Regions from separate parts of the Mus musculus genome. Here regions 1, 2, 3, 4 and 5 are each linked to region 6. Evidence: chromatin contacts called from public promoter capture Hi-C data. All regions are on one chromosome and are shown on one strand. Each heading gives the region's core, a stretch centred on a gene start, on an enhancer-like site or on the middle of the called end of the contact. The rest is flanking DNA. Distances are from core to core; before and after follow the strand shown.

Region 1 (2,700 bases), core at 33-2,532, 1.1 Mb after region 6:
AAGACTGCTCTTTGCCTGTAGCAGCTCTCCTGCGACCACCTGCTTGTCCTTGGCATTCATCCCCATGCACAGGGGCCTTGTTCTAGACTTTGGTTTTGTTTTTCTTTTTTTTTGAGACAGGGTTTCTCTGTGTAACCTTGGATGTCCTGGAACTCGTTCTGTAGACCAAGCTGGCCCCAAACTCACAGAGATTCACCTGCCTCTGCCTCCCAAGTGCCTGGATTAAAGGTTTGCACACGCCGCCGCCCGCCCCCCCCCCCTCCTTCTGTGGCAGCCCCAGGTACTTGTCAGGCAGAGTAACAGGCACTCCAGAAATGCATAATAAATTGACACAGATAATCAGCTTCTCTATTTAAGTTACCTGGTTTTCCTGTACAGAGAGCCTGAGAGGTAGTATCAAATGAAGAATCTCATTTTTTTTCAAACTTTCATAACCAGCAACAAAGACTCCTGAAATAAAACAGTAACTATGACAAAGAGTTAGAAATATCGTGGATCGTGGCTGGATTTATAAATTCTCCCAATACCTTCCCCATTCTCTGAGTAGCCTTGTGTCAGGGGATGGAAGTTGAATGGGTCTCCCTAGCGGCTCAGACTTTAAAATTCAGCCCATGAGGCAGAAACGCATCTCGTTTAGTAGCAGGCAAGATATATTACCTTTTTCACCAATCCACTCAAGGACTCGAGTGGCTCCTGAGAGGTCAAATGCATGGAAGTCTTGGTACCTGCAGGATAGGGTTACAAAAATCACGCGACGCACAGCTAACCAAGAACTGGGAGATCGCTGAAGGACTGGTGGAACCAGGCTCTGGAGTTAGGTAAACATGGGGCTGAATCTTTTCTTCTGCATTTTCCTCCCTGGTGTATGAGACCGGGCTGGCCATAAGGAACCAAGCCTTGGTTCCTCACCTGCGGAACTCCCATAAAGTTGATTTCCCCAAGTTGAGGTGAACAATCAGGAGAAACCTGTGTTCAAGTTAACCTAGAATCCGGCCCAGGGTAACCGGCCATGTGTGCCTTATCAGCCCTCACATGCGCGGATCTGGTCACATTACTTGCTTACAAAGGACCCAGAGTCCCAGAGCTAGAGGCCGGGGGTCAGGACCTCCATCGGTCCGTGCCTGGGCACTGCCCACGAGCCCACAACCGCACGCGCCCTCTCCCATTGCCCATCAGACCCGCCCACGGGCCAATTTACAATCGCAAAGACTCCACGAGCCAGTCCTCAGCGAGCTCCATAGCAACTGTGGCTTCCGTCGCTCCACTTCCGCCAGCCAGACTTCCTGGGCAGGCGCGCGCTCTCGCGAGGAGAGGGCGTGGTCTTCCGCTGGCTGGGGCGGAAGCGCTCAGCGCTGCGCGAAGCCCTGTTGATGTTTCTTCTGTTCTGTGTGCAGAGTCCGGGTGAAAACGACGCAAAAAAACCAGATCCATCGATGTCAGCTACAAGCAGGATCGGAGACATCAAATATACCCCTAATGTATATTTAGGATCAAGAATGTGCAGCCAAAGAGCTGTCAGTGTCCCAAAGCAGGTACAATACAGACTTAATTGGCACTTCAAGTGAACAGTTAATTTAAGTTTGCGTGTATTGTCCGTAAAGGATACTTAAGGACTTTTTTATTTTTTAAAATGAAAGGAATCTTGTTTAACTGGGGATGTAGCTCAGCTGCTAGAGTGCTTGCCCGGCATGCACGGAGTTAGCTTTTCAGTACCCCGTAAAAATAGACAAAAAACCCAGCGCGGTGGCGCATGACTGATCAGAAGTTTTAGGTCATCATCTGCTGCATAGAGAGTTCGAGGCCAGTCTACTGTTACACAGGACACGATCAACAAAGTATCTGACATTCCAACTTAATTTTTATTCGATAACTTTGGCAACATGTATGGAGGACCCTACATTCGGAGAAGAAAAAGAACACAGCAGGGCTGGATTCTAGTGTGGCTCTCTCCCGTATGCACCAGGTAGTGCACTAAAGTTTGCCATGGGGATCAAAGGTGGGGCGAGTGCAGCATAGTGTAGGTAGCCCCCCACTGCAGGGGAAGAAGCTTTTGGTAGCAGAACTCACTCGTGGCTGGATCAGTGCAGCCAACACAACACCTGACTGCTGAGAGCTGGCTGGCTGGTGCCATGGTGGGGGGTGATGGGGCTTTTCTAAGACCACCCTAGCTCTCTGAACATGCCACCCTCCAGAACCCTTCCCTCTTTCCTCAAATGTGGGTGGAAGGAGAGGCCCAGACATTCTGTGTAAAGAGCAGTATTTTTATTCACCACTTCACCAGGGAAGCAAGAAATACAGCAGGAAAGACTTTGTGTCTGCATCATTAACATTCCTGGTGACCCAACCAGAAATCACAGTAACAGATTAACACATTTGAGCTTAGGATTTACATCCAGAGGAGGCCACTGCTAGGGTTCCATTGTCAGCTTCCCTGGATGGACACATTCTAAGCCCAGCATCCGGTTTGTTCCATTATTGGCATCACTTCTGCAGTAGTGGCTCCAGCAGCCTCCTGTACTGAAGGCAAGAAGGGAAGACTTGACTCTGGAGTCCACAAATCAGGGAAATGCTGAGTGTACCCAGGAGGGCAGCTGCAGGCTCTCAGCTGAGCCTCTCAGTGAGAACCTTTCTCCCTGGAAGACCTGAGGAGTCAGGGGGATTGGTTTTCCCAGAATATAGCCCCAACTTCACAGGGTAGTC
Region 2 (2,700 bases), core at 22-2,521, 1.9 Mb after region 6:
CCATCTTGGCGTCCACAGCCATCTGCTCTCCTACCCGGAGCTCTACCTTGCTTGCCTCTGCTCCCTCCAAAACTCTACCAGCTCCACGGAGAAAGCCACTCCTGAGGCTTGTCTGGAGCTAAGCACAGTAAAGCCACTGCCCCATAGGGGCTGGTGGGGCCACCAGGGCGATCATGACTCTTCCCATGGCACCCATCCCCAAAGGGAAGCTAGTTCTCTAGACCACCTACACAGCAGAGGCCTCTGGGCCCCATGAAAGGCTGTTTGAAGAACACTGGGCTCAGCAGCAGAAGACAGACCTCTGATGTCCTTAACCATCCTCATGGCCAGTCAGGCAGTGGCCTAGCTTCTGCCGGTGAGCAACCACACACTAAGTATTCCCCTTTTACAAATGTATCAGCTGTTCAAGCTGGGAGAAGTCTCCCAACTAAACCGGCCTCAGTTTCCTCTTGTGGAGAGCAAGCACACAAACCATATCTCGCATAGAGACTGAAACACCATGAGTGTGCGCTCACATCGGCGAGCAGATGTAAAGAGTTACTGTGTTATTAGCACAGTGGCTCCTGACTCACAGCGCCTACTGCTCGGAGAGACGCCGAAGAGAAATCAATCCTGCTTTTAAAATTACTTTATATACTCAGGAGCATTAGTCACTTCAACTGAGTGCTCCAACTTCCCTCCCAAGCATCTGGAGCCTCACCTAGGTGCCTAACAGATTGTCGCATCTCAACGCTGCCTACAAGTCCACTATTCCTACGCTGAAGGGTTATTATTGGGTGTGTTTCCTTTCCAGGAAAACTTCGATTTCTATGTCGCTGGCTGTAAATGCAGCCGTGAAGAAAGGCAAACTGCTTTTCACACTCACAAACCCAGGCCCTGGAGTTGCTCGCGCTAGGGGCAAGGAGACCGCGGAATGGCCGAGGCGCCGAGACCAGCCCGGGTGCGGGTCCCCGCCAGGTGTCTCCGCGCCCGGCTGGCTGAGACGGGAAGGGCCGTGGGCTCCAGGCGCAAAGTCCGCGCCCAGGCCGGGGGCGCCCCGAGCTCCCGCCGCAGCACGCGACCGGCGGCCCGTAGCCCCTCGCGGGCGCTCCGCGAGCTCACTCACCCCATCTCCGGCGCTGCTCGTGCGGCCGCTCCGACGGGGCCCCTGGCGTTCGCTCTCCGCCCGCTCGGCAGCTGCTCCCCGCGCGGCACATGCGGCGGCCCGAGTGCGCCCGGCTCAGCCCCGGCGCCGTTCCATTCCGCCGGCTGCGCGGCTGCTCTGCCGGTGTCGGGGCCGCCGCCAGGCGCGGGCGGGCGGGAGGGCGGGGGCTGGGCGGCCGGGGGCTGGGCGGCCGCGCTCGGGCGGAGCCGCCGGTCCCTCCCGCCCGCTCCTTACGTAACCTCGTGGCCCCCGGGCCGCCGCCGCCCGCCTGGAGCTGGGGGCGCGGCAGCGTGTGCAGCGTCCCCCGCGCTGCCGCGCAGTCGCCGCTTCTTCCAGCAGCCCCCTCCTCTCCTGTGTCGACCCCGCACCCGCGCGCCCTGCCAAGCTTGGCGCCGCGCCTCGGACGGGATGTCCCACCTGCTGGACTTGAAGTCGCAGCTGGCAGGGACTTTTTGGCCACCTTTAGTTTGCAGATGAGGGAACCGAAGCCCCCCAGGGAGGAGAAATGATGTGACCAAGGTCACAGTCTCAGATTAGATCTCACGTCTCCAGAGTCTGAGATGGGCAGGACCACGATTTGCTCCCCACCCCATTTAATGCCCACCTTCGTCTTCCTGCCCACCTGTCTGGCTGAGTGGCCTTAAAATCCTGGAGGGTAAGATGGCAAGGAGGATTCTGTAGCCCAAAGCAGGTTCCCTGAACTCTTCCCTGGGTAAAGACAGAAACGCACACCCTCAGCATAGCGAGTTGGCAAAATTTGAGAGGCTTCCTTAAGCTTGGCTATGATTCCCTACCAAAGGCCAGCACTGGAGCCAACCTAACCATCACCCCACACTGGGCCTTCCACGGGATTGTCTTCGGCTGAGCACACATTGCCCACACAAGCCTGGCATCTCTGGACAGACAGGGACTGGGAGGAGAAGGCAAGGACAAGCAACTGGAATAGGGCCACCACCGTGCCCCTGCCCTCATTTCCCTTCAGGCCACTGTGACTAGCTACCTAGCTCCTTCACCTCACAAGAGCACCCACCCCATTTCTAAACGGTGGTCAGTAATTTCTGAAATACAAGTTGATCTGAGGCTCCCCTCCCACTGTCCTTGGGATGAGCCTGGCCAGTCCACTACCACCTCCAGCCCTCTCACTTTGCCCTTGCTCGCCGCACTCCAGCCAGCTGGCCATTCTCTCAGCCTACCCACGTGCTCTTCTTTCTGTCTGGGAAGATTTTTTTCCCCTTCATTCCTACATGTGCTTCAGATCACTGTTACACTGTCGCGTCCCTTAGGGGCTTAACCGAAGGCCGTGGATGGCATTGTTCCGGTCCATTTTTCTTCCTTGCACTTACTGTTAGTAGTATCTCGTGTAAAATTATTGGTTTAATATTCCAGACACACCTGCAAACTCTTAGAAAGATGTGGCTTTTTGCCCATAATTGTAACCTCTACTACCTACAATGGGAATTCAAAGTCTTCCACCAATATTTGTTGAATGAATAAGTAAACAGACCAAGCCCTATCTATACAAAATTGGTCAGGATCTGTGCACACAGGTGACTCTG
Region 3 (2,700 bases), core at 20-2,519, 1.3 Mb after region 6:
TTGCTCAAGGTAAACATTTATCTTATGATCAAGGGGACCAGTGACCTGACAGTGGGTATTGTATCTCGAGATACAATATACGTATGTGTCCATGTGTGCGTATATGTATCTCCAGATACAATATACGTATGTATCCATGTGTGTGTATATGTATCTCCAGATACAATATAGGTATGTGTCCATGTGTGTGTATATGTATCTCCAGATACAATATAGGTATGTGTCCATGTGTATGTGTGTGTATATGTATATTCAGATAAGCAAGTTGTGAAAACCCTGCAACAGTACAATTTCCTATTGGAAAATGAATAACAAAATAGTGTATACTTAAGGGGAAATAAGAAAAATTCTTAGGCTCTGTATATTTCTATAACACCTTCATGCTTCATTCCGCATGACCAGGGGTGTGGAGATGCACACCTGGAATCCCAGTATTGGACATGTGGAGGCCAGAGGATTGGGTGTTTAGGGCTAACTTCGGCTACATAGCAGGTTCAAAGTCAGGCTGGGTTAGATGAGACGATATTCTCCTAACCCCAATAGAAACAGATAGTTTCTAAGAACAGGGGGTACCACTTATGTCCAGCCTCTTCTTTTCCATTTTTCCAAAACAGCCAGTGTATGCCTCTGTGTGAGGCATCTTTTGTATCATAAAAGATAATTAATTATTAAAGAGTGTGCATCATCAATTATTAAATCCTGTCAGGTAAGTTTAAATTTAGTTTGAAGACTGTAGATGAAAGTGTTGTCCCCCAACTTTGCACGTGTAACTCGGGTGTCACTCTAGGAAGAAAGGGGAGAAGGAAATGGTGTGATTTTGGCTTGTTTCTGCGACTGTGTGATGCTTAGCCCCGAGCCACCACCTGTTTGTGATAAAGACAGCGCTTTCAATATCTTCTAGTTTTGGAAAACGAGTCGCCGATACTGTGAGAAAAGGAGGCTGAGCCACAACACGAAGACACATTTCCAGGATGCTGACAGAAAGAGGAGGGAGAGAGTAACCAAGGTGGCTTCCCAAAGGAGGCGTCCTGGAGCAAGGCCAGGAAGAGGTTGGTTTGGGAAAGGGCAGCAGACAGAGGGCAGGACCACAGAGGACCCGGCTTGAGTGAGCCAGGCTACCCCATCATGCTTTTTCTGAAACAGGCTGGGGTCCCCGCCCCTGCGGTGGCCCTGAGCTCTGGGGAAGCCCAACCTACTTCAGTTTTGGACTCTGCCCAGGAATTTCCACAGAAGTGAACAGGCCAAAGCCCAAGCAGGTTGGACCCAGCCCTCCCACAGCAACCTGTGCTTCAGTCAGTCAGTTCTTAACAGTCAATCCCTCCTGACGCTGCCTTCTCACTACAAATCTGTGAGTAGTGTGGGCTCCTCTCCTCTCCGTACAGCAGTGAATGCGAGTGCCCAGGTAGCAGGCATCCCCCAGCCCTGGCTGCATGCTCCACATGCCCTCTGAGGGTCTGTGTCTGGGGAAGATCTGCTTAGCCAGCTGCTGTTGAGTAGGGAAGGCCTAAGGTGTGGGCAAGAGAGGGACCGCAGTGGGGAAACGGGAGTTTGGGCTCTCATTTGCAGGTGAGCTAACATCTAAAAGCAGCTTCACTGAGAATGAGGAATGTTCGGTTTTGAGTGGAACAGTCCTGGGTAGCGCTGGCTTCAAGATGGATGAAATGAGCACTTCCTCCCCTGCCAATGATTTTCACCGGTTGTAGGAAGTAAAGATAACTAAGGGCTCTTTTCTGAGCCGTGCCCACACCAGTGCCTACGCCATCCCCTCTTTCCCTTCCTGGTGACTGGTGACTAAGGGACAGTTCACTGTTGGAGCTTACAAGGACTTGCATCTCCCAGGATCAGGAGAGAGGGCAGAAAGGGTGTCTCTCCCACTCTCCCCTTCTCTCTCCCTCTCCCTTTCCCCTCCCCCTCGCCCTCCCTCTCTGGTTCCTTTTCTCTCTCCTGGCCCTCCTTTCGGCTGTGGACCCTCTGTGACATCTTTGTCTTTCAGCTGAAGAGCCTAGCACATGGCAGACGACACACCGAGGCAACGAGAGTCCATTTCCCTCACACCTGTGGCCCATGGCCTGGAGAACATGGGGGCCGAGTTCCTGGAAATAATGGTCTGTCCTCTTCCCCTATAGCACCTCCTCAGCCTGACTGGCATCTCACAGGGGTGTGGGGTGGTGTGGGGCTCAGCTTGATTGGCATCTCACTAGGTGGGGTGGCTCAGTTTGACTAGCAGCTCATAGTGGGAGGGCCCCTCAGCTTGACTGGCAGCTATGGGCTGGGGGACTGTGTGTTTCACTCTGTGCTCTGAGCTCTGCTTGTGTAGTACCTCCCCAGCACAAAGCACCCCCTTTATTTCACCCCTTAAACATGTTCTGAGTACCCACTGTGTGATGTACCCACTGTGTGCTGTCAGCAAAGGTCCCAGGAGGGAAGAACATCTGGTCTACAAGATGAGAGGGGAAGCAGATGATGGGGTGGGGTGTCCTTGGCATTTAAAGAACTTGCCATCTTGTCTTGGCTCCCCAAAGGCCAAGCAGAGGACTGAAAAGCTTGACATGATACCTTCTGCCCTCCCTCCCTTCCCTAACAAGGCTCCCTCTTCTTTACCAAGTGCCCCCTAGCCCCCTACTTGGACAGTGCAGTAAGAAGTGCCCTGGAGTCATGCAGTGGGGCGGGCCTGCCTGGGATCTTCCTTAAGGGTTTCCT
Region 4 (2,835 bases), core at 130-2,629, 1.7 Mb after region 6:
TCACAGCCTAACATTTGTCTAAGATCAAAGTATGTGCTCACAGCTGCATCCTGTTCTCAAAAGTTGCACTTTGCATATCAGTTGACTGACTTTTAAGGGTTTGTTGCTGTTTGCAGCTGCTTGAGCATGTGAGGCCTAGCACTGACCATGCAGGGTAAGGAACAGGGTCACCCGATCATTAGTAATAAAAATCCAGTGGGACTCGCACTCGGTGAACCTGCCTGGTTGAGTGACCCTTCTGAAGAAGTGCATTCGCTTGCGCCTTGTGCTCTGGATTGTGTGGTGATTTCCCTGAGACCCCAGACCCATTTCTAACACGAGAGTACCTTCCTCCCTGAAATGGAACATGTCTTGCACTCCCACTCCTGACCCTTGAATTGTCAGGGCTACAATTGTGCTCCCGGTTGGAACAATCTATTGGCTCCTGTTCACTACTCCGTTCCGTGACTAACAGGTCCACAGGCCTTTAATTAATGTGCTATTGAATTTATGAACAAATAAATGAATGAGTCAAAGGTAAGATTCAAACCAAGTAGGGCTGAATCATAGGGCAATGTGGGGGTTGGGGAAAGATGGAGAAATTAATTTGCAGGAGGAGCCAGTTTCTCAGTCTACATCCAGGGCCGGCTTCCTGGAGTGGACCACACTCAAACTCCAGTTCCCCAATTCAGACCCGTCCCCTACGGAATTGGTTTTGGGGGTTTTGTTTTGGTTTCTCTTTGAGCCAGCGAATAAAAGGCTGCAAACATCATCGCAGCTGTTCCATAAGGACCCCGCCTGTCTGGTCCCTCCCCCACCAGCCTTGGGTCCCCCGCCCCTTCGTAGCTAAAGGCGAAGTGGCCCTGCTGCGGGAACCCCGGGAAGCGCGCAGGGCGGGTCTGGGTCGGCAGGGCCGCAGCCTCGCGGGCGCTGTCCATGGTGCCTGCGCGCCAGCCGCACCCGGCCGGCGCTCGCTAGCTCACCGCTTGTAGTCCGAGGAGAAGATACCGCCGCTCGCCGGGTCGTGGCCATATTCTGGCTCCCCGGGACCGGCTGAGCCGCCCTTGTCTTCGCTGTAGGCCGGAGCGGCCGACATGGATCTGCGCTGAGGGGTGGCTGAGCGGCCGGGTTGGGCTTTGGTCGAGGAATGGGATGCACGCCTAGCTCTGCGGAGCTGCAATCTGCGCGGCGGAGGCAGCGCGCAGATTCAGCAATCAGGGCTGAGCGCTAAGGTTCTTAAAGGGACCGGCACCACCCGCGGAGTGCAGGGTTGGGGTGAGCTGACAGGGGACGGAGGAACAGCGCCTGCCCTGTCCCAATCTCTCAGAACTCTCTGGCAACTGCAAGCATCTAAAGGTCTCTCACAGTGAGCAAGGCTGCAGGGCTGATGACTGTATAGTCTTTGGAGGGATGCGGACCTCCTGCCTCCGCCCTCCCGATCACCTGACCTCCACGGACCCGCCCACCCATGCAGTGAGAGAGGGGGACGTGAGGGACACTGAAAGAAGGCCATACTCGCAGGCCTGGGTTGGAACATCTACCTTGGAGATTTAGGGGTGGGTACCTTTCCATCCTTTTTCACACAGTCTAAATCCCTCTGAGGATAACCTGCTTACTCACTGGGAATCATAGCAACTTCCTGGAAGAAGTGGAATTTAAGAGGAGGCTGACCCAGGAAGCAAGTGCTAAGGGCATTCTGGGAGCAAATCAGTTCTAGGTGGAGTAAAGAGAACCTCCAACATCCTAATTACGTTTGGGAAAATACTTTAATGATCCCTTCTGAAACCTCTTTTGGCCCATTCAGGAGGACCCAAGGTCACATTAATCACTGGTTAGGTTCCTGTCCATTGACATCTAGAAGGGAAAGAAGACGAACAGATTGAGTTAGGGTCTGGTGTAATTGCCAGGTCTCCAGGACTTTGTGATTTATCAAGCTTAGCTCCTAAGACCCAAGGAAGGAAGGAAGGGAGGAAGGAAGGAAGGAAGGAAGGAAGGAAGGAAGGAAGGAAGGAAGGAAAGCAAGAAGAAGGATTGTAGCTAGTTCTGGATTAGAGAGAACACCCTGGACTAGGCTGATGGTGAATTGTTTATCTTTGGTCTAGATTTTGGACATGAGGTTGAGTGATTGGGAACTCCTGGCCAGGCTCATAGAATGGAAGTATTCCCAAGGACCGAGATTTGTAGACTAGGGTCCCAATTCTCTAAGATCAGAATTGGTGGACTGTTTGGAAAAGGATGGAACTGAGAAAGGCGGACTTTGGATCAATAGAAAGTTCTACTGCAAAAAGAAGGATGGAGTTGGAGCAGCCCCTGGGTTGGAGATCGGTCATGTTCAGTAAATATATCTGCTCAGGATCTAAGAACAGTAGCCTGAGGTCTACCTGGCGCTAAAGGGTTTCAAAGTGTGTAACTTCAAAAATAGGTACACCTATTCTGGGGACTTTAGATTGCCAGAGTAAAGAGTTTAAGATGAAAGGAACCTGGTCTGGGTGTAGTGGAGAGGGGAATCATCTGAATTATGCTGGAGCAAGTTGGTTAGGTGCCTTTGTTAGCAGACTGGGGCTGGCATGGGATGTGGGCAGGTAGAAGAGAGGCACTTACTGAGTCCATGCCCAACAGGTTCAGTGCAAAGTGCACACAGTTGCTGCTAGTGGGATGGTAGGGAGGAGGATCGTTGTCCATAGCTTCTCGCACGCGGCTCTCCAGCACCCTAGGGTCAACGCCACCGCGCCTGCGTAGCACACGCCAGAGCTGTCGGGAGCGCTGCAGAGCTCTGTGCCCCTGTTTACACACGACACCCTCACAGTAACCCAGAAACGTTTGTACTCCATTCTGGTTGGAGGTCCTGCCTGTGGG
Region 5 (2,700 bases), core at 111-2,610, 1.1 Mb after region 6:
AGGATCCTTCTGCACACGTTTATTGGGAGAGCTTGATTGTAGAGGCGAAAAGACCCTGAGCCCAGAACTGGTGCTGCTTACATAGGCCTAGGAGAGGTGTGTCTCACATCTGATTGGTTAACTTGTCTTGGCAAAAGAACCTTCACTGCCTATGTATGTGTAGTGGCCAGCAGTAGCCAACTGCCACTCTGCAACTGCCACTCTGCAACTGCCACTCTGCAACGGCTTCCCACACTTAACCACTGAACCATCTCTCCAGCCCCCAAGTCAAGGGTTTTAACTAGAGCGAGTAAGGGAGTAAAAGTTTGTATGCTCTTTGGGAAGAGAGCAATCCGTACAGAGTAGGAATGGCTGTGTCGGGGACAGAAGTGGGTTTAGATTTATCCTTTATCTGTTATCCTCTCCCTGTCCCTCCATTAAGGCGGGCACTAAAACAAAGTGGCACACTTTTCTTGGAAGCTCATTTCACCCAGTCTTGGGGCTTAAGTGCCCTCAAAGCTGAAAAGTTCACTTGGTGAAGGGGTAGCAGGCACTCCATGCATACTCTTATCTAGAGATACCCTGAAGCCAGTTGAAGCTGAGCCAACTAGTAGACCACTACCATCTATTGCTGTTCTTTACATCCTGTTTTGGGGACCTTGAGATGACCCATCTGGAAGGACCACTATTGTCCTTTGTGTCCTGTTTTAGGGTGCCTGGGTGGTCATTCCCTCCCAGAGCTAACCTCTTGCCTAACTGTAGGGCAGGTTCCAAGGAGCCGACTATAGACTAGGACTTACAAAGCAGAAAGAGCGGGGCGGGGCTTTCGTGAAGACGCAAGAATACCACGTGTGAAAACAAAGGGGAGTGCAACCCCGGAGTGCAAATGCCTGTGCGTAGCTGCAAATTTCCAGGAGAGGTGCGAACTTGGGCCAAGAGGAACTTTGATTGCGCAGATTTCTTCTCTGCTTAGAGTCAGCTTTTGGCTCTCGAGGGCTCATTTGCCACTCAATTCTCAGCTGAAAAAGACTGATACATTCACCCAGCTTTCATTTTTTATAGATAAATACACGCGAGCTTTAGAGAATTGGCACTATCTGTCTCAGGTGAAAGCTTTGGGCAGTACTAGAAGACAGACAGCTAGTCCTGGGTCGTCCTCTGCCTCTGATCCGGAGGCATTACTTACGGCTATCAAACCCTCTGTTCGCTCAGGTACAAACCACCCCCCCCCCCGTCTCTGGGTAAACTACATTTCCCGCAATGCATCGGGTGGAACTTCCCTCCCAACGCCCATCTGGACGCAGTTTTCACCAATAGTGGAGCAGAATTTCAGGAACTGTTGTGGACAGCCAATGAGAGTGGCCATGGGCGGGCCTCTCCCGTCCATTGTTCTCTGTGCCCCTTGGGCTTGAGCTGAGGTGAATCCAGAGGGGCCGGGCCGGGCCGGGCCAGACCGTGGGGTGCTTTTGCGCTCAGAGAGATAGCGGGAACAGGACCTGGTCCCTGGAGAGGCGAGCGGGAGAGGCAGGTCAGGAGCCGCGCGCCCCGCGGGGAACAGCCAGAGAGACAGCGAGTAACGGGCCTGGAGCCAGCTCAGGGCAGTTTGGGGGAGGGGCGTCGGTGTCCGCGCCCGACGGGCTGGACGCGCAGCTCTGCGTCCTGGTTCTTCGGAGCCCTCGAGGCTCCGCTCACACCAGAGCGCTGGGTACGCGCAGCCTAGGAACGCAGGCTTTACACTGGGAAGGGATGCTCGACGACATCCCACCGAGCCGCCTCCTTGACCAGGTGGGGAAACTGAGGTTCTGAGGGGGCGTGTCGGAGCCAGGCTTAGCTAATAAGCTGTCTAGGTTCAGTGTTCCCGGGATGTCCAGGAAGAATTACGATGTATTTGTGTTTCACGTAGTCATTTTGGACAAATTGACATTGGGAGCTTCAGTTTTCTTTCTGTTGTTGCTGTTCTGTTTTAACTTTTGCTATTTTCATGGGGGAGGGCATGTTATCTGATTCTATGGTGTAATGATTTTTTAAAAATAAATATTCATTGCTTTCATAATACTTAAATAGTTTTTAATTCCACTGCTTTGAATATTTTGTAGAGCTACTACTCAGATCTAGGTGTGTGTCCCCCACACCCCCACCCCCCGCAATGATCCCCATGTGTGTTCATTTAAAAAGGAATTGGGCAGGCAGTAATCTCAGCACTCAGGAAGCAGGACAGGCAGGTCAGGAGTTCGAGGCCAGCGTGGGCTACATAATGAGATCTTGCTTCAGAAGCAAAAAAATAAACAGAAATGTCTGTACTGAACATGTAGGAGCGTTCTCGTTATTATTCCCAAACAGTACAGCATACCAACTGTTTACATATTATTTACACTTAAGTATATGTTGTCTAGAGATGATTGAAGGTATTTGGTACACCATTTTATATAGGGGCCTTGAGGAGTCCTGGATTCTGGGATCTGGGAGATTATCTGAGGGCAACCTCCTTTGAAATATAGCACTAATGACTTGTAGTGAAGCTGGGGGCACCTTGACATGCGATCCATTAGTAATCACTATGATGTTCCATATGATAAGGATGAGTGTTATCTATTCATTAAGTGGTCACTGAGGTTGAATGACTAACCTCTTTGTTAGGTCACAGTCTCTGAAGGGAGTCTGAACTGACTTAGGGTAGGATATGTCAGTTCTGTTTCTCTCAGCCCAGATCACTGCATCCCA
Region 6 (2,700 bases), core at 89-2,588:
CAATCGGTTTATTCACAAATAAATAAATACACACCAGGCAAAGCTTGTGCCTGCTTCATCTTTAGAGCGTGTACCCTATTGGGCGCCTCCTTCCAAGGAGGGTTGGAATGGTACAGTCTGGATGAGGGCCAGCTCCCACCCCGGGATGCCCATGTTGGTATCACTGCCGCCTCTTCCAGGATCTACTCCCTCCGAAGGTGCCAAGACCAAAGGAAAAGTGTCTGTGCTCAGACAGGGTGACAATCATCCGTTGCATTGTCCCCTCCACTCTTCAGGCAGGCGGCCACTCCTGCGGCGGCGTCCAGGTTTCTAGAAGAGCCAGCATGTCGCTGCTGAAGAGCTGCAGGAAGAGTGAACAGCGCCACAATCAACACCTGCCCCAGGGTCAGGTCCGCGCTCATCCGCTCCACGCTCAAGGTTAAGCGAGCAAGCAAAGCGTCCTTAATCCCTGCCTGTCCAACTCCCACCCTGTTCGGACACCCAGGGCACACGGGGATGCGCCCAAGGGAGATCCTGAGTGCAGCAGAGAGGCTGGTCCGCGACGTGGGGCTGTGCGTCGCGCACCAACAGTAGGGGGCGCCACCTCGACAGTGTGGGGGAAGGGGTTACTAACCGGAGATGAGGGACTGGGCTCCATTTCCTGCCTTTCCTGGGATGCTGTTTCTGCGTACAGGAACGATGGGTCCCACGATTCTGCGGCGACTCGGGGTCTAGGGTAGGCAGGCGGGGATCCCCACGACACCCCGCTGCAGACGGCCGGGCTTAAACGGGGACCGAGCGACTGCGACTGCGCCAGGTCGCTGTCGGGGCACAGCGGGCAGCCTCGAGGTGACACCGCGTGCCGCTGTCGCCGGAGGTTGTCCTCGCTGAGTCCCAGCACAGCCGACAGGTGGCCAATGTAGCGGATGGCCAGGCGCAGCGTCTCGATCTTGGTCAGGTTCTGGCCGGTTGGTGCCACGGATGGCGGCAAGAAGCGGCGCAGCTCGTGCAGCGCGCGGGCGAGTGTGCGCATACGTAGCTTCTCCCGCTCGCTGGCGCTCTGCCGCTGTCCGCTACCCAGGCGGCTACCGTGCGTCCCGCGCCTACCCGGGGTCCCAGCACGCCGGGCCGGGCGGGCGCAGGGTGGTGCAGGGCTGCTGGCCTGGGCACCGTCCCACGGGTCCGAGGACCAGGCTGGGGAGCAGACGCTGTTCCCATCGGAAGGCATCGGTGGCTGCCGACCAGCGGGACTCAGGATCCAGGACTCGGAGCGCGGCTCGCACAGGGGCTGGGCCATGGCAGCGGAGGCCTGACCATTGGGTCCGCTGTAGCTTTATCCTGAGCCCTAGGTGTGAAGCGGGCCCCTTCCAGAATTCATCAGCATATCAAAGCCGGCTCGAGCCAGGAGGGGGGCAGGGCCTGAACCCTTTGAACCATAGCAGGGGCTCTGAGGTGCAGGACCCCTTAGTCCAGTCTGCTCCACCTGGACCATATTTGGGGCCTCAGTAAGTCAGGCACCTATGGCCAGGACTGCCAGTTGAAAGAACCATGCTCAGAGAACTGAAGTCTAGCTCCTAGGCTTAGGGTACACCTTCATTTATTAGGGACCCTACGCCATTTTTTTCCATCACTTTAATTTACAAATTGTATAACAAGAGACTTCGGGATTGCATTGGCCAACTGTGGACTAGGGACCTCTAGACACGGAGAGAACTCTAGTTCAGTCCTTCCCAGAGGCTTGGATGTGGCCTGTAGTCCTCCCTGATGTCCAGGCTATGGGAGGCACATTGAAGAAACCATCCCGACCGACCTGTGAGGTTGCTGGGGTGTCCGGGCAGGGGGAGAGGTGAGCCTGCCTCCCCACACTACAAGTCACTTCTAGTCTTGGCAAGATGGGGAGCTTGGTCCCCTTCCCAGCCCTCCCATGACTGGAGCTCTGCTGCTTTGGTCAGCTACAGTGAGTAAAAAGTCCTTTGACAAAACTCAACTCCTTGAGCTGGTGGCACACTTGGGAGGTGAAGGCAGGAGGGTCAGGAGTTCAAGGCCAGGCCTAGCTGTATATGGCCCAGGTTAACATGGGCTACATAAGATCCTGTGTTGGAAAAAACAAAACAAAACAAAACAAAACCCAAAAACCCTGAAAAGCAGAAACCTTCATCTGTCCCAATGGCAGTTTTATAATCTATTTCATAGGATGCTACCTGTTAGGTTCATAGGCTGCCTTTTATTTTTTAAAGATGTGTGTGTGTGTGTGTGTGTGTGTGTGTGTGTGTGTGTGTGTGTGCTGGTGCCCCCACACAGGCCAGAGGTGTCACGTTCCTTAGGATCGGGCCTTGCAGGCAATTGTAAGCTGCCTGAGGTGGCTTCTGGGAACAGAACCTTGGGTTCTTCAAGAGCAACATGTGCTCTTCTTAACTGCTGAGCCGTCTCTCCAGTGTTCTTCCTCCCACATCTTGAAACATGGTCTCATGTAGCCCAGGCTAGCCTCAAACTTACTCTAACCCAGCTGGCCTTTAGCTCCTGATCCTGCTGCCTCAGCTTACTGCAGTTGTGAGCCTGGCTGTTGAGGATGCCTGCTCTTACCATACCTGTTCAGTGTTGTACTGAATGAAGGGACTAGGTTGGAAAAATAAAGAGAAATAAATACAAATTGAGAGATTAAAGCAAACCTGTCCCCACTTATATGTGACATGCTTATTAATAAAGTCTCCAGAAGTTGGG

What was found. Promoter capture Hi-C pulls out the DNA fragments that hold promoters and counts their contacts.
Region 1: a promoter capture Hi-C map of liver shows a contact between it and region 6, with 3 times the contacts expected there. The contact joins the promoter of Wdr73 here to the promoter of Mesp1 in region 6. A contact is called at or near these places in 2 of 39 promoter capture datasets (liver and pre-B cells) and 1 of 115 datasets of contacts at active chromatin or transcription factors (fetal liver).
Region 2: a promoter capture Hi-C map of liver shows a contact between it and region 6, with 3 times the contacts expected there. The contact joins the promoter of Homer2 here to the promoter of Mesp1 in region 6.
Region 3: a promoter capture Hi-C map of pre-B cells shows a contact between it and region 6, with 7 times the contacts expected there. The contact joins the promoter of Slc28a1 here to the promoter of Mesp1 in region 6. A contact is called at or near these places in 2 of 39 promoter capture datasets (liver and pre-B cells).
Region 4: a contact with region 6 is called in a promoter capture Hi-C map of liver, with 4 times the contacts expected there. The contact joins the promoter of Ap3b2 here to the promoter of Mesp1 in region 6. A contact is called at or near these places in 2 of 39 promoter capture datasets (liver and pre-B cells).
Region 5: a promoter capture Hi-C map of pre-B cells shows a contact between it and region 6, with 3 times the contacts expected there. The contact joins the promoter of Zscan2 here to the promoter of Mesp1 in region 6.

The regions. Positions count from the first base shown.
Region 1 is chr7:80,899,987-80,902,686 of GRCm38.p6, forward strand. It overlaps Wdr73 (WD repeat domain 73), which reads right to left and starts at 1,283. Exons shown (of 8, transcript NM_028026.2): 1 at 1,199-1,283; 2 at 658-725; 3 at 362-450. The coding sequence starts at 1,239. It overlaps Nmb (neuromedin B), which reads right to left. Exons shown (of 3, transcript NM_026523.4): 3 at 2,241-2,517. The coding sequence ends at 2,482.
Region 2 is chr7:81,705,654-81,708,353 of GRCm38.p6, forward strand. Homer2 (homer scaffolding protein 2) reads right to left here and starts at 1,272. Exons shown (of 9, transcript NM_001164086.1): 1 at 1,106-1,272. The coding sequence starts at 1,110. Gm32579 (a long non-coding RNA gene) reads right to left here. Exons shown (of 2, transcript XR_391652.2): 2 at 2,499-2,700.
Region 3 is chr7:81,113,530-81,116,229 of GRCm38.p6, forward strand. Slc28a1 (solute carrier family 28 (sodium-coupled nucleoside transporter), member 1) reads left to right here and starts at 1,270. Exons shown (of 18, transcript NM_001004184.3): 1 at 1,270-1,348; 2 at 1,994-2,105. The coding sequence starts at 2,010.
Region 4 is chr7:81,492,546-81,495,380 of GRCm38.p6, forward strand. Ap3b2 (adaptor-related protein complex 3, beta 2 subunit) reads right to left here and starts at 1,380. Exons shown (of 26, transcript NM_021492.3): 1 at 963-1,380. The coding sequence starts at 1,075. BC048679 (cDNA sequence BC048679) reads right to left here. Exons shown (of 6, transcript NM_001193274.1): 5 at 2,581-2,828; 6 at 1,729-1,833. The coding sequence ends at 1,801.
Region 5 is chr7:80,859,571-80,862,270 of GRCm38.p6, forward strand. It overlaps Zscan2 (zinc finger and SCAN domain containing 2), which reads left to right and starts at 1,361. Exons shown (of 3, transcript NM_001382511.1): 1 at 1,361-1,507.
Region 6 is chr7:79,792,252-79,794,951 of GRCm38.p6, forward strand. It overlaps Mesp1 (mesoderm posterior 1), which reads right to left and starts at 1,339. Exons shown (of 2, transcript NM_008588.2): 1 at 614-1,339; 2 at 1-340. The coding sequence starts at 1,276. The coding sequence ends at 272.